Regions from separate parts of the Zea mays genome. Here region 2 is linked to region 1. A link is a contact called in public Hi-C data. All regions are on one chromosome and are shown on one strand. The core of a region is the stretch at or near the end of the contact, and the rest is flanking DNA. Distances in the headings are between cores, read along the strand shown. Region 1 holds the start of LOC103643822 (calcineurin-binding protein 1). Region 2 holds the start of LOC100193597 (spoU rRNA Methylase family protein).

Region 1 (6,983 bases), core at 2,802-5,301:
TATGCAATTAAATTGTTCTGTGAATGGTCTTCCATTTTTATGTTTCTTCAGTACTCTATGCCCATTTAAAATAACAACCAACTATATACATCTTTACCATTAATAAAAAGGATGAGAGAAGAACCTTAGCTGCAGCAAATGCTGATCACTGCCAATGTTATCAGCCTGTTGAGTAAACTAATTGCTGTTACAAATATGATAACAAAAGAAAATGCAAAAGAAATAAAAGTGGCATTGCCTGAACATTTGATATTAGTGGGTCCTTTAAAACATCCTCGAGAAGTTCACGAGCTTTTGCATAGTCTTTTTGTTGCAACTTGAGGAGTCCCTCATGGTACTTCTGAGAGAGCGCAAATTCCTGGCAGCATCAAAAGGTAATCTCAGTAATACAATGACAATGAGACAAGCATTAAGAACATTCAACACTGAAAATTTCACTCTTGCCACAAGAAACGAAATATCAGAACATATAAATCAGATACTACTCGCTATTCAGCATTTTCTTATATTAACCCATACTTATCTAAATTGCAGTTAACCTTAATAACTTGCACCCAATAGATCAACACTTCATCCAATAAATTCATGAAAAAAGAACCAATATGTCAAAAAAATAACTCAGCAACAATAATATGTACGTGGATTCTCCTCTCATGTGATAGGACTCCCAATAATTGATATAGACAAAAGCTACAGAAATTAGATCAACGTGTTGTGGTTAGGTGTTACTTTGGATACACCCCTACCCCACCCAATAATTGATATAGACAAAAAGATACAGAAAGGTGTTCAAGGAAAGTAGAAATGCTCCATTCTTCAAAGGGTTACAATTAATCCTTCTTCAGGCTAATTAGAAGTATGGCACTCCAATTTTGAAAATTTAGAAACTAGTTCATTTTCATGCCACGCCACGCCATGGCATCAAAATGAACTAACAAACTAATTTTGCAAAAGTAGAGCGGCATGTATACAATTAATCCATCTTCAAAAAGCACTAACAGAATCAAGAGCAGAGTGCATATCATGTTTTGGAAATTAAAGACCATAAGTTCAGGTTCCAATCCCCAGAAAACACTAGAAAAAAAGTATTTTTTTAACCAGACAACTGCTCACCTAATTAAACTATGAGTTTCCATTTTCCACCAATAATACCCCCTAAAATATCAATAGTCACATGAGATCAATTAATTTTACACAAGTTAAGGTTTAAGAACAAAGATATTATTGGGGGTACATCTTGTGTCTTTGCTAGACAGTTTTGGTACATCATCTTGTCTCCTTTCAGATTAGGGCATCTCACTCCGGGCGGAGGTTTCCTCCTTTGCAGATTGGTAGAGGGAAGTGTGCTCTAGGAGTCAGCGGTAAGGCGGTCCAAGGCGTTGGACCACCGCCTGGACGCCTAGGCGGCGCCTAGGCGACGCCTAGGCGAGGTAGGCGGGCAAGGCGCCTAGGCGTTAGACCACCGCCCGGACGCCTAGGCGTCGCCTAGGCGACGCCTAGGCGACGCCTTACGAACAGAGGGAGTCACAAAGACATGAAGAAGGGCCTTAACAGCGCTGTCATCCTAGGGGCTTGGTGTCTTTGGCTTCAGAGGAACCGGGTTGTCTTTGATAAAGATTCACCCTCCATTGGAAAGATGAAGTGCAGCATCCTAAAAGAATCTTCCTACTGGGTGTTGGCTGGAGCTAACCAACTAGGAGTTTTGGGCCTAGCTGATGCTCTTAGGGAGGTAGGGTAGAGTATGTTCTTTATTGTATTGTAATCTGCAGTTTTTGTTTCAGTTGATAGTGCGTGCGTGTGGGTGCAGGTGTCCCTAACCTGTACCTCTCTTGTTAGACCCTTTCTTCTATCTTATCTATAAATATGCGCAGCTCTCCTGCATTTTTCAAAAAAATTAAGATATCTGATGTTCCCAACAAGAGCTTTTTTATCACTACAAGCACAATATTAGTCAGATCAGATCACATTTGTTCCTAAGAGATCTGAGGTTCCCAACAAGAACTGTTTTGCTCACTGCAAGCACGGTTTTAGTCAGATCGGAATACATTTGTTCCTAATATATCTAAGCATCTGAGGTTGCCAATAACTGTTTTGTTCATTTCAAGCACAATTTTAGTCAGATCAGAATACAATGTTCCTAAGAGATCTGTGGTTCCCAACCAGAACTGTTTTGTTTACTGCAAGCACAATTTTAGTCAGATCTTCACATTAACTTAATCATGAATCATGATATATCCTTCAGATATCCCTCTCAGCTGTGATAGTCTGTGATACACTCAAGGCTCGCGCAAAACTTTCCATGCATGTATCTCCTTCCACATAGAGAAAAGTAGCACTTGGCAATTTGGCATAGATGTATAAATCACAAGGGTCCTAAATTCATGTCAATTTTAAGGATACACAGCAGGGCAGGGCTCTAAGCAATTGCCTGTGGACACTGCCTTCCCAGCTCAAAATTCTTCGTCACAACCACTAATTTAATTTTGAATCATGGATATGTCTGAGAGCACCATCTTTTACACTAGCATATACCTTAACAAACAGACCTAAGCATGCAGAAAGAATTTTTATGAAAACAAATCCTGACACCACAGACCACACTACTATATGTTTATCTTCATTTTAATCACAGTATAACTCAACATAAAGATTAGCATCTTAAATCTTAAAGAACTAATCACCTTCATGCCCACCTATGTCTACCAATAGAAACTGCAGTTCAAACGACTAGTGAGAACTAAGAACTATACACTTCAATATCTAAAATTACCAGTGTTGGTCCAACATGCAGTACTGATAGATGAGCGGCATTGTTCTTGGCGTTGTACCTAAGTTAAAAGGTCATGCCAGCTTAAGTGTGGATTTTAGTCTTGAAATTTTCTGGATTTTACTCTATCCTGTACACCGAATAACAGGGGGGACGATTGTGATGCACAGCATGATCTCTCGACGATGGCTTTTGGCTTGACAGAGCAATTACAAAATAGTTTCGTCAGATGAGACACGATTGACCCAACACGTTGCTTTCCACAAATCGTAAGCCCTAGCTCATGACAACCCAGAAGATGAAGAAACAGACCACTAAAATTTCCAGGCGATGGCAAGTTCAGAGCGATAAGAAACCAGGGAGGAGAAGGATACCCACCTGAGCTTCTTTGGTGGGCGCAAGCGGCTCCCATTGGCCACCGGAGTCGCTCTCGTTGATGGCCGCGATGGAGAACTGCGAGCGAACGATAAAGGGGTAAGACGAAAAGCAGCGACGAATTCGAACAGGGAGCAAGACGTGTGCAGGGACGGAGTGTGAAAGTGTGGTTCACCATGGTCGACGGCCCAGCGGATAGAGCCGCGGAAGGATCGACGGCGACGAGGGCTCCGGGAGTTCGCTGAACTTGCACACGAGCTGGCCACCTGGTGGAAAATGGAAACTCATAGTTTAATTAGGTGAGCAGTTGTCTGGTTAAAAAATACTTTTTTCTAGTGTTTTCTGGGGATTGGAACCTGAACTTATGGTCTTTAATTTCCAAAACATGATATGCACTCTGCTCTTGATTCTGTTAGTGCTTTTTGAAGATGGATTAATTGTATACATGCCGCTCTACTTTTGCAAAATTAGTTTGTTAGTTCATTTTGATGCCCACTAAAATTTCCAGGCGACGGTCGCTGCTGGAAATAACTTCAGTTAGGGTTTGGGTGCTCGGTTGCAGGAAGAGAAGGGAAGGGGTGGGCATACCTATTGGATTCTCGTCGCCAGCAACGGTCCCGGACAAGAGCTGGCCACCTGGTCTAGGGCGGCAGCAGCGGCCGTCGGCAGTCGCCCAGTCGTCGCCACGGTGACGTCCACCGACCAGAGGAGCGAGCGCGGCGACGGGCCGAGCGGACTGTGGGCTGTAGGCCACGGGGTGAAGGAAGCGCTGCTCGAAGCGCGGCGGGCCTGGAGTTGGTGCAATCAAGTGGGGGCCGTAGGCCACGAGATGACCGGACCGGTCTGCGCTCCCTACTCCTGGCATTTACTTTTAGGGAAAACTGCATAAACCCACTTACAAGTTTGGGGTGTTTTCAAATACCCACTTACAACTTTTATTATGCCAAACTCCTCCCTCCAAATTAGGTGGTCTAAATCTATAGCAGACACACGGCTTCATCTTTGGCTCATCTAAAACTCATTAAGCTTGGCTCCTGGCGGCGCTGGCGCCCACGCCCCTCGACGCTGCCACCGTGCAACATCACTGGCGCTCTTGCTAATGGCCCTCGAGGCGGGTTAACGACGATCCCAACGCGTAAGCGGGCTGCCTGGGCGCGAGCCCCCAACGCCGCAACCCATCAGCGAGGATGATTTCTAGAGGAGGCGAAGCTCCCCGGCGCGGAGGCGTGATCCCGGCGCGAAGGCTTGGTCCCTGTGCTAGCGGATGGCTGCGAGGGCGAGGGCGTGAGCTCCCTGCAATGGAGCCATGACGCATCAGTGAGGGCTAAGGTCCTTGGACCCACGTCCCATCGGCTCGAACTGGCTCCCTGGAGTCATATTCCTCACCTTGACCCTGTGTCAATGCATTTTCTTCTACTTTATCCTCTTTAACTCGTTCTCCCCTAACCGTTCACAATGGCGGCTGCTGGATCTGAGGACGACGACAATCTGTCATCACCTAGACCACAGGTATTTCCTTCGTATGGAGCTTCAGTGCTACTGTCCATTCAATTTCGGTACCATCTCGGAACAGAAAACTGAATATTGTTTCATGCATATTTTTGGGACTACGCAGATCCTTTGTATGGAGTTTCAAGTGCGTGTTGGAGTGAAATTTGATGGTAGTGTAGATGGTTATTCTGGTGGAAGGGTTGGTTACATGAGATTTATGTAGCCACAAGGGGTTGATTGGTTTATAATGCAGGAAAATCTTGTGTACCATGGCTACGAAGGAAATGCCACCTTGTACTATTTAAAACCTGGCCATACGGCACCACAAGGTCTTGTTTTGATGGATAGTGCAGAACATGTACAACAGTTGATGAAGGACCATGAGGGCCTTAAGGTGTGCAAATTGTTCATTTTGGGAACTGAAGAAGGAGATGGTGATGTATGGGAAGGTGAAGAAAGGGATGTATGGGAAGATGATGAAGAATATGTCGCATGGGAAACTGAAGAAGATGATGGAGATTTATATGTTATAAATAATAACAGTGATTTGAAACAAATTCAAAAGGATCATACAGGACAATTGATAAATGAAATTGATAAAAGGGTTTATTTGTCGGATGAGGTTAATGAAGGTGTTCACAGTCCCATAAATTTTGATGGTGAGGGTATATATGTGCATCGGTCTCTCGGGGTAGATTATGTGAGGTTTGACAATTCAACCATGAGACACCCAATTATGGATGTTGGAACAGTTTTTACCGATTTGAAGCAATTTAGAGCAGCACTAAAGAATTTGATCATCTGTGAGGGTAGAGAAGTTATGAGACCTAAGAATGATCCTGTGCAAGTTTCAGCAAAGTGCAAAATTGTAGACTGTGCTTGGTATATATATGCCTCTAGACTTCCAGATGGTCGTTCCTTCAACATCAAGAAGTATGTAAAGGACCACACTTGTGGGAAAAGTCACACGGTGAAGCAAATGGATGCTAACTGGATTGGCACAGAGTATGAGCATTTTTTCAGAAGTGAGAAAGATTGGCGAGTTAAGTCCCTTAGGGACACCGTCCTTAGGGACACACAGGTGGGGATCTCACTTACCAAAGCCTATAGAGCAAAGAGATACGCAGTGCAGAAGATTGGTGGTGAGTACCATCCGACAAAAGTCTACAATTTATGTGTGATTCTTTCTTTGCTTTATGTGTGATTCTTTCTTTGCTTTATGCAGGGTCTAAAAGACGGTGTTAGGGCCATTTTCCCACATGTAGAGCATATATATTGTTTGAGGCACTTGTATGCTAACTTTTCAAAGGCTGGGTTCAAGGGTCCCCGACTAAAAGAGCTAATGGATAGGGCTGCCTATGCGTACAAGGAGTTTGATTTCAAACAAGCTATGGATGATATTAAGAAAGAAAACACTAGAGCATGGAAATGGTTGTTTGACATTGATAGTAAGCATTGGTCAAGGCATAGGTTCAGCCCCCATGCTAAAACTGACTTGGTCGTTAATAACATTAGTGAGTCATACAATTCTTGGATTTTGGAGGCAAGAGAAGAACCTGTGTGCACGATGGTGGAGCACATTAGGACTAAGTTGATGGAGTCTATTAATATTAAAATAGATGATGCAAAGAAGGACACATGGTTCATAACTCCAAATTATCAGAAAAAGCTTGAGTTTGAGAAGAAAAATGCTTCATATTGTAGGGCCGTCTGTGCTAGGCATGGGATATGGCAAGTCACAAGTGGAGACAGTCAATATGTTGTTGATCTCAACAATCACAAATGTGGATGCTACAAGTGGGGTGTTACTGGAGTGCCATGCTCACATGGAGTGGCTGCTATTCATGAGTTCAAACACAAGCCAGAAAACTATGTCATTATTCTTCACTAGGGAGAAATATGTAGCCACATATGAGGTATGATTATGCTTGTGCCAGACAAGAGACAATGGTCAAGCACAGACTTGTCTGATGTGGATCCTCCATTTTATCATGCCCAGTCTGGAAGACCAAAGAAGAAGCGAGTGAGAGTGCAAGGAGAACCTCATGTTGAGTCCAGAGCCTCAAAAAGGGCTGCAGTGAAATGCTCCAATTGCCACACTTATGGTCCCAATGTTAAGGGATGTGGAGTGCCACTTAGGGTTGATTGGGAGCCTAGGAAGGGAGCTAAGTACACGAGGGTATGTGACTCACTATTTATTTTGCACTTTCCATGGAAAATGTATCTGAAAGTCGCCTAGAGGGGGGTGAATAGGGCGAATCTGAAATTTATAAACTTAAGCACAACTATAAGCCGGGTTAGCGTTAGAAATATAAACGAGTCCGGGAGAGAGGGCGAAAAAACAAATCGT
Region 2 (7,022 bases), core at 1,084-3,583, 400 kb after region 1:
TTGCCTGACACATTGGCCGCTAGTGCAGGCAGGTTGAAGCAGACATTGCCCCCCCCCCCTCGCATGGCAAACTCGTTCTATCAGACGTTTGCATAAAGATGATACCACATACAAGCCTCCTTGGGCCTACGGTGGCATGGGGGGCACTGTCAACGTCTGGGTAAAAACATACCCTAGGATGCTGGCAAAACGCCCTTCATAACTTCATCGACAGAATACGAACCCACAGAGGGCCTGACTCGGAGCCATCCTAGCATTCCCGGGGCCCTGCACCCAAGGGGCCAAACCCCATGCCGGGCTAGGCCTCGAAGCCCTACAAGCCAAGGGGCTTACAAAGGATCCCCGCACTCCCAAGGCGACCCGAGGGGAAGAACGACCCTCTAGCGGCATGGCCCCAGGACCACAAGCATCTCAACCAAGTCGGCGCACATGAAGCCAAGCAATTAAGATAAGGCTTCCATCCATCGTATTTATTGTGAAAGGTGACGTAGCGGTCAAAGGCAACATTGTTGCTACGCCTCAGGTTGCAGGTGTATCCTAAAGGACTATGCAGTGTGTCAGCCTTCAACAACTACCAACTACGACGTGCTCGACGCCTTGGGCACCATACCTACATGTGCCATGTCACACTGGCCGTTGTGACGTATCGGAGGCATGCTCCTCATACGGTACAACAACTACGACAAGATAGTAGTTGGATCTCTACTAGGTAGGGCCCACAATCCGTGCAGGGATGCAACTCTCTCTCCTCCATTGTGCTATAAAAGGGAGGTGTAGAGCAACATACAAAAGGGCCTCACTCTTTGGCTTAGCCTTTTGGCTTCTGATCAGGCTTTTTGGTCTTGGGTTCAAGTTCAAGGGCCAAAAGCTCACTTGGACACAACAGCTAGGAGTTAGCACATAATAAGGGCTCTCGCTTGAATCTAAGCTCTCTCGCTCGGCTTGGCAGTAGACATTGCAAGGGCAGATAGGGCTCTGCCCACTCGCTAGCTCAAACATCACCTGAGTGTGTAAACATTGTCCACACTTGCATCTATACATTAAACATACAAAGGACATAGGATATTATGCTCAGGCAGTCCAAACCTTTCTACATCGTGTGTGTGCTCACAGCCGTGTCGATGCCCCAATGCATCGGTCCCTGGTCTACGCCCTCTATCTTTTGATCGTGTCACATCCCGATGATAAGTGGCATTCCCAAAACTCTCAGGCAAAGCAGAAATATATTATTTAACATTATGTGATGCAGCAGTAGTACTGTCTGACATACTCCAACAAGTGACCTTAAGGAAAGAATATGGCATACCCATTTGAATGCACAAGCTGATCTTATCAGTGTTCCAAGGTTGCCAGGATCCTGCAAGGTAGGTGAACCATGGTTAACATGAGACGCGCATTGCATGAAATTCAGTACATGTAAATGTGCATATCTACATCTGCTTCAAATAAAAACAATGTACATGGATTGAATCATGCTTTGCATTCTACTGCATAAAGAATGACAGCAATCATGTCTGCACAATGGTGGACTTGGTGGTGGGTACTGCATATCCTCACCTGAATCCCATCAAGGACTAGAATCCTCTTTGGATAACTGAACAAACCATCAAGAGCATCCCCATCCTGATGGCTCCCGAGATCGCGGAAATGGTTAGGCATGTGCATGACAGCAACCGCCTCGGTGGAATCAACCGACTGCATCCCGGACACCTTCTTCATCACCGCGGCGCTGACATACAATATATCACCAGAGAACTCGCGCAGCGCCTCTGGGGCCTCTACGCCGTCCAGGAGAAGCAAGTAATCGATGGCTTCGAGCTCAAAACTACACACCTCCCTGTAGCAAGGGGCAGAAGCACAGGTTTAGGAAGAGAAGACTGGCGGGACAGGTAGGATGACACGGGCCTGGAGCTGCAGAGTACAGGATAGGCGCGAGGCCGACGAGGAGGAGGCGGCGGCAGGAGCGTCGGTACGCGGCGGAGAGCCGGAGCTTGACGCAGTGCTTCACCAGCGGGTTCGCCACGCTCGTCACCTGCTTGCGCTTTTGCCCGCCCAGGGAGGAAGCCGCCGGCTTCGCCGTGGCAGTGGCCGTAGTAACGCCGGCACGGGAAGAGGACAGACCGCGAAGGCGAAGGGGGCGCTCCAGATCAGCCGGGAAATTGGCCGCCGCCGAGAGCGGCGCGGGAGACGGCGGGGCGCGCACCAGTAGCATCGGGGTGGCGACTGGCGAGTGCTGCGTTTGATAACTTCGGCTCGTGGGCTTGGCGCCCATCTTATCTGCTCCGAACAGATTGCACTCAACGGCCTGCGTGGGCTCTTGAAATTATTCCATCCCCAAATCAATTTCATGATTCGTCAAAAGCATTTGCCATTCTTCGAATGTTATTTGGCTACAGCGGTCTGGAGAGTTATTTTTATTGCTCTAAATATAGATAAATCTAATAATATTAATCATATTATAGAGACATGGTAAAGTAGCAAAGAAATTGCTCATAAGAAACAAATTATAATTGGGGTAGCTGTCATAGTTCTGGTTAATTTGGTTATGCCGCAATTATATTGAATTTAATGAAAACATATACCTTTAGTTATGCAGGTTATTCTCAAGGGGACTTACTGGCTTAAATTCTGGGAGACTGCTGCAAAATGCTGCAAAAGAAGTGTGTACACCAAGAGAACTTACTTGTACTCTGCTCAAGTCTGATGGGTGCACGTAGAAGCCGTGCTCCACGACTTCATCAATATTTGGTAGTATCCAGACTCCTTCCATTGGTACACCTACCTCATTGGTTGATGTCACCTCATGAAACGGATAATTCACATAGAGAAGTAGAGATGACCAACACCGCTATCGTCAGCACCACCATTTGCATCATCAGAATACATCGTTGAACTGATATCGGTAGACTCTTAGTATTGTGGACTTTTATTACCACTATCAGTCTCATCATCGCTTGCCACTATCGTTCATTGAATCGATAAATCGGTAGCACGTGTGAAGAAAATCGAACCACGTGTCATTTGGCAAATAAAGTATATTGAGGTCACAAAATCTGGACACAAGATGGCACAAATGTTACCACAAGTTAAAAGATTTGAAGTTAAAAGGAATAAAATCCTCAAACCCTAGCTACTAGATGACATCGGTTTATCTCTACGTGGGACCGATTAATCGACTACCAAGGGACGACTAATAGGCAAAATTGATGGTTTTAAATTTTTTTGAAACTTATTTGATTTTTAGTTTGAAATCCATAGCGTGTTTTCAAGTTTGGTTTCAATGAAAAGTCTTAAAATAATTCATAGTATTCATAAAAAAATTGACATCAAATTTATTCAAAATTTATAAAACACTCCAAATTTAAATGATACGGCCAAACCGGGCGAGACCGATTACCGATAAAAATCGATCGGTTAACAGAGTTTATCAACCGGTTTGGTGCTTGCGGCAACGGACGTCCACGACGGCGCGCCACGCCCTGCCTGCGGACGCAGGGCGACGCGGCGCCAGGCGGGCTAGAACATCCGCGAGAACGTCGTCCGGAAGCAGGCGCGGCGTGTCCTCCATCCCGGGCGGCTGCCGCTGCCGTTCGATCTGCGTGCGCTGCGACGTACGGAAGATCCCCCCCCCCCACACACACACTTCTGTGTCGTACTATGTACGCAATGAAGGCATATGTCGTGTGCAGACTGCAGACGCTTCGTCGCTCTTCTGCTATAGTAGTAGTAGAAGCATGGGTCGAATTCGAATCCCGTCCGACCACACATACGACGTGTTTGGTTCGACGAACGATAACGCTAATGCAAACGAAATGGCAGCCGCGCTGGGTGATTGCAGTCTTTGTTTGGTTCGGTGAGGTAAGGTATGCCATATACCATTAAAAAAAGAAAGAAAAATGCAGCCTGAGTTGTCTTCCTCTTCTCGACACCAAAACGCAAGGTGGTTGCGCCCCGCGTTCGGAAACCCGGCGCCGCCGGTAACGAACGTAACGGCGCCCCTCCACGGGCGCGATCGGTCGGGGGCCGCCCGCCGCCGGTGAGTGCTTGGCTACTGCTTAGGCCTTGTTCGTTTCTACCGGATTGGTGGGTCGGAATGATTCCTGGCCGGATTGTTTCTCTAATTTATACAAACTTTGATTAGCTGGAACGATTCCGGGTGTAATCCGACGGAAACGAACAAGGCCTTACTTGGCTCTTCTGACGCCCGGAAGACCCAAACGCACCGGCCGGGGCTGCGCTGTTCCTCCTTCTCCACTGTTTATTCTTTCTTATCATTATCCTGCTAATACTACCACGGGATGTCTAGCTGCGAGCCTACGACGGTTGGTATGTTCAGCTATCGAAGAAGCGTTTGGCTTGTTACGTTTAGAAAAACTGTGCGCAACCATGTACTTACTCCTAGGCTTCTTTCTCTTCAGGTACCTGAAATAGCATACGCAACCAGGCGTGTCGGTCGCCATTGGCGTCAGTTTCGTTGAAGGGGATGTTTGGTTTGTATGGTTCGTTGAAGGGACTAATTGATGTGTTCCATTATCTTATCATGAATCCACTCTTTAGTTTTTTTTTTGGAAACAGAATAAAGTAGTCATTATCATCTCATTCTTTAAAATACGCTAACAATTAGGGTTTACATGAGAAACAAAATTATTTCACTAAATTCAAGAAATAGGATGATTCTCTAAATCATAAACTACAAAAGATCGGACTGTATTTATTGACGACCAAGGGTCTGTTTGGAAATACACTAGTTTTTTAAAAACTAGTTTTTATTTTCAGCTTCTATAAACTGGTTTATGAAGAAAAAAATGAGTGCGGGTGTTCGAAACCTAGTTTTTAAGAAACCAGTTTCTAGGTTTTTTAACACATGATTACTAGCATGTCCTTCCTCTATTTTTAAAACCGCTAGATATGCAACACCTGGATGGCATAATTAGACGCGCAACCCACGACGACATATGCAACTCACATCTTCCGTAATTGACAAGAATCCTACATATTTCAATTTAACATATGCAAATGGATGGGATTTCGAGATCTAAGCGCATATGTTACAGTACTACTGCTGCTCAACCAGGGTGTCGTTGTTGCATTGTTTTCTCCCATGTTGCAGCGCTGATTGGCACACATGCCAACGCCAGCTTATCTTATCAGCGGCACCCACAATGAGACAATACGTCTGAGCACGAATATTGACTATACCATTTTTAGTTTATTTTAGCACTAAATTATTTTATACCACCTTTAGATGTAGAAATTGATATACAAAATTGGAAACTAGAACCGGCTTTTCAAATTCTATCGTTTAGTTGCATATAAAATTAAGATTTATAATCAGAGAGTCAGTTCCGTGGTATTAGACTATAACTAGAAACTACATCTTCCAATACAGAGCGCCACACCCCCGTATTGCGTGAAATTAGGCCACCAAATTCTAAACTTCAATACAATGACATTCAAACAATAGAATTGCAATTGCATCTTATTTTAATACCATGGTTGATTTGATATTCAATGCAATTCAATTCTATACCCTCTAATATCGACATCCAAACAAAGCATTGTTCTTTTAATGTTATATGTAATTTTTAAGTTAGGTGTCATTTTGTCGACAACGATGTGCTTGTGATAATTTCTTCAATCTCAAAAACTGTCTGCTCTAGAATTTTCATATTTCGTGTGTACATATGTGCGTTTATATTGTGTTTCAAAATAATAGAGGAGCGAGTTATTAAACTTCTCCTAGTTATTATTTATATTATAGGGAGAAAGACACGTGCCACTATGCTACCAAGTTAACTTGGTGCGTTTGGCTACCAAAAACGTTTTAAAGTTTCAAATAAATCTGCTGAATTTCTACCAAACACTCTTGTCGGCGTTTCGAAACCCGGGGGTCCCTGGACCGACGAGTAAACTGTCGCCGCGTGCCCCAGCCCAGATGGGTCGGCGCGAGACGGAGCGCGAAGGGGGAAGGCAGCCGGAGGGAGATGGGCGTGAGAGGTGGAAATCCCGCAGCCTTCGTGTTTGTCCCGTGCCCAGGTCGAGTGCGCTTGCAGTAGGGGGTTACAAGCGTCCACGCGGGAGGGAGCGAGCGGCCTCACGCGAGCGACGTCCCGTCCTTCCCCGCGCGGCCAACCCTCTGTAAGAGGGCCCTAGTCCTTCCTTTTATAGGCGCAAGGAGAGGATCCAGGTGTACAATGGGGGTGTAGCAGTGTGCTAACGTGTCTAGCGGAGGAGAGCTAGCGCCCTAAGTACATGCCATCGTGGCAGCCGGAGAGGTTTTGGCACCCGGTTCGTGTGATGTCGTGGCCGTCGGAGGAGCGCTGGAGCCTGGCGGAAGGACAACTGTCGGGGCTGTCGAGTCCTTGCTGACGTCCTCTTGCTTCCGTAAGGGGGCTGAGAGCCGCCGTCGTCATGGAGCGTGTGGGGCGCCATCATTACTTGTCTGGCGGAGCGAGCCAGATGGGACGCCGGTCTTGTTCCCCGTAGTCTGAGTCAGCTTGGGGTAGGGTAATGATGGCGCCTCCTGTTGACGTGGTCGGTCCGTGCCCTGGGTTGGGCGTGGAGGCTCCTCCGAGGTCGAGGTCGAGTCTGTCTTTCGAGGCCGAGGTCGAGTCCGAGCCCTGGGGTCGGGCGAAGCGGAGTTCGTCGTCTTCCGGGGCTGAGCTAGAGTCCGAGCCCTGGGGTCGGGCGGAGCGAAGTTCGTCGTGTTCAGGGGCTGAGCCCGAGTCCGAGCCCTGGGGTCGGGTGGAGCGGAGTTCGTCGTCTTCAGGGGCTGAGCCCGAGTCCGAGCCCTGGGGTCGGGCGGAGCAGAGTTTCCTATGGCGCCTGAGGCCGGGCCTGGCTGCTTGTCAGCCTCACTCGGTCGAGTGGCACAACAGTCGGAGCGGCGCAGGCGGCGCTGTCCTCTTGTCAGACCGGTCAGTGGAGCGGCGAAGTGACTACGGTCACTTCGGCTCTGTCGACTGGAGGGCGCGCGTCAGGATAAAGGTGTCAGGCCACCTTTGCATTAAATGCCCCTGCGA

What was found. A called contact is a pair of places that touch in the nucleus more often than the background predicts.
Region 2: a Hi-C map of leaf shows a contact between it and region 1, with 3 times the contacts expected there. The contact joins the promoter of LOC100193597 here to the promoter of LOC103643822 in region 1. A contact is called at or near these places in 11 of 25 Hi-C or Micro-C datasets (bundle sheath, ear, endosperm and 4 more).

The regions. Positions count from the first base shown.
Region 1 is chr1:267,917,605-267,924,587 of Zm-B73-REFERENCE-NAM-5.0, forward strand. LOC103643822 (calcineurin-binding protein 1) reads right to left here and starts at 4,052. Exons shown (of 22, transcript XM_020546868.2): 1 at 3,731-4,052; 2 at 3,318-3,408; 3 at 3,146-3,220; 4 at 239-358; 5 at 125-165. The coding sequence starts at 3,320.
Region 2 is chr1:268,322,126-268,329,147 of Zm-B73-REFERENCE-NAM-5.0, forward strand. It overlaps LOC100193597 (spoU rRNA Methylase family protein), which reads right to left and starts at 2,334. Exons shown (of 4, transcript NM_001138700.1): 1 at 1,923-2,334; 2 at 1,558-1,837; 3 at 1,307-1,357. The coding sequence starts at 2,272.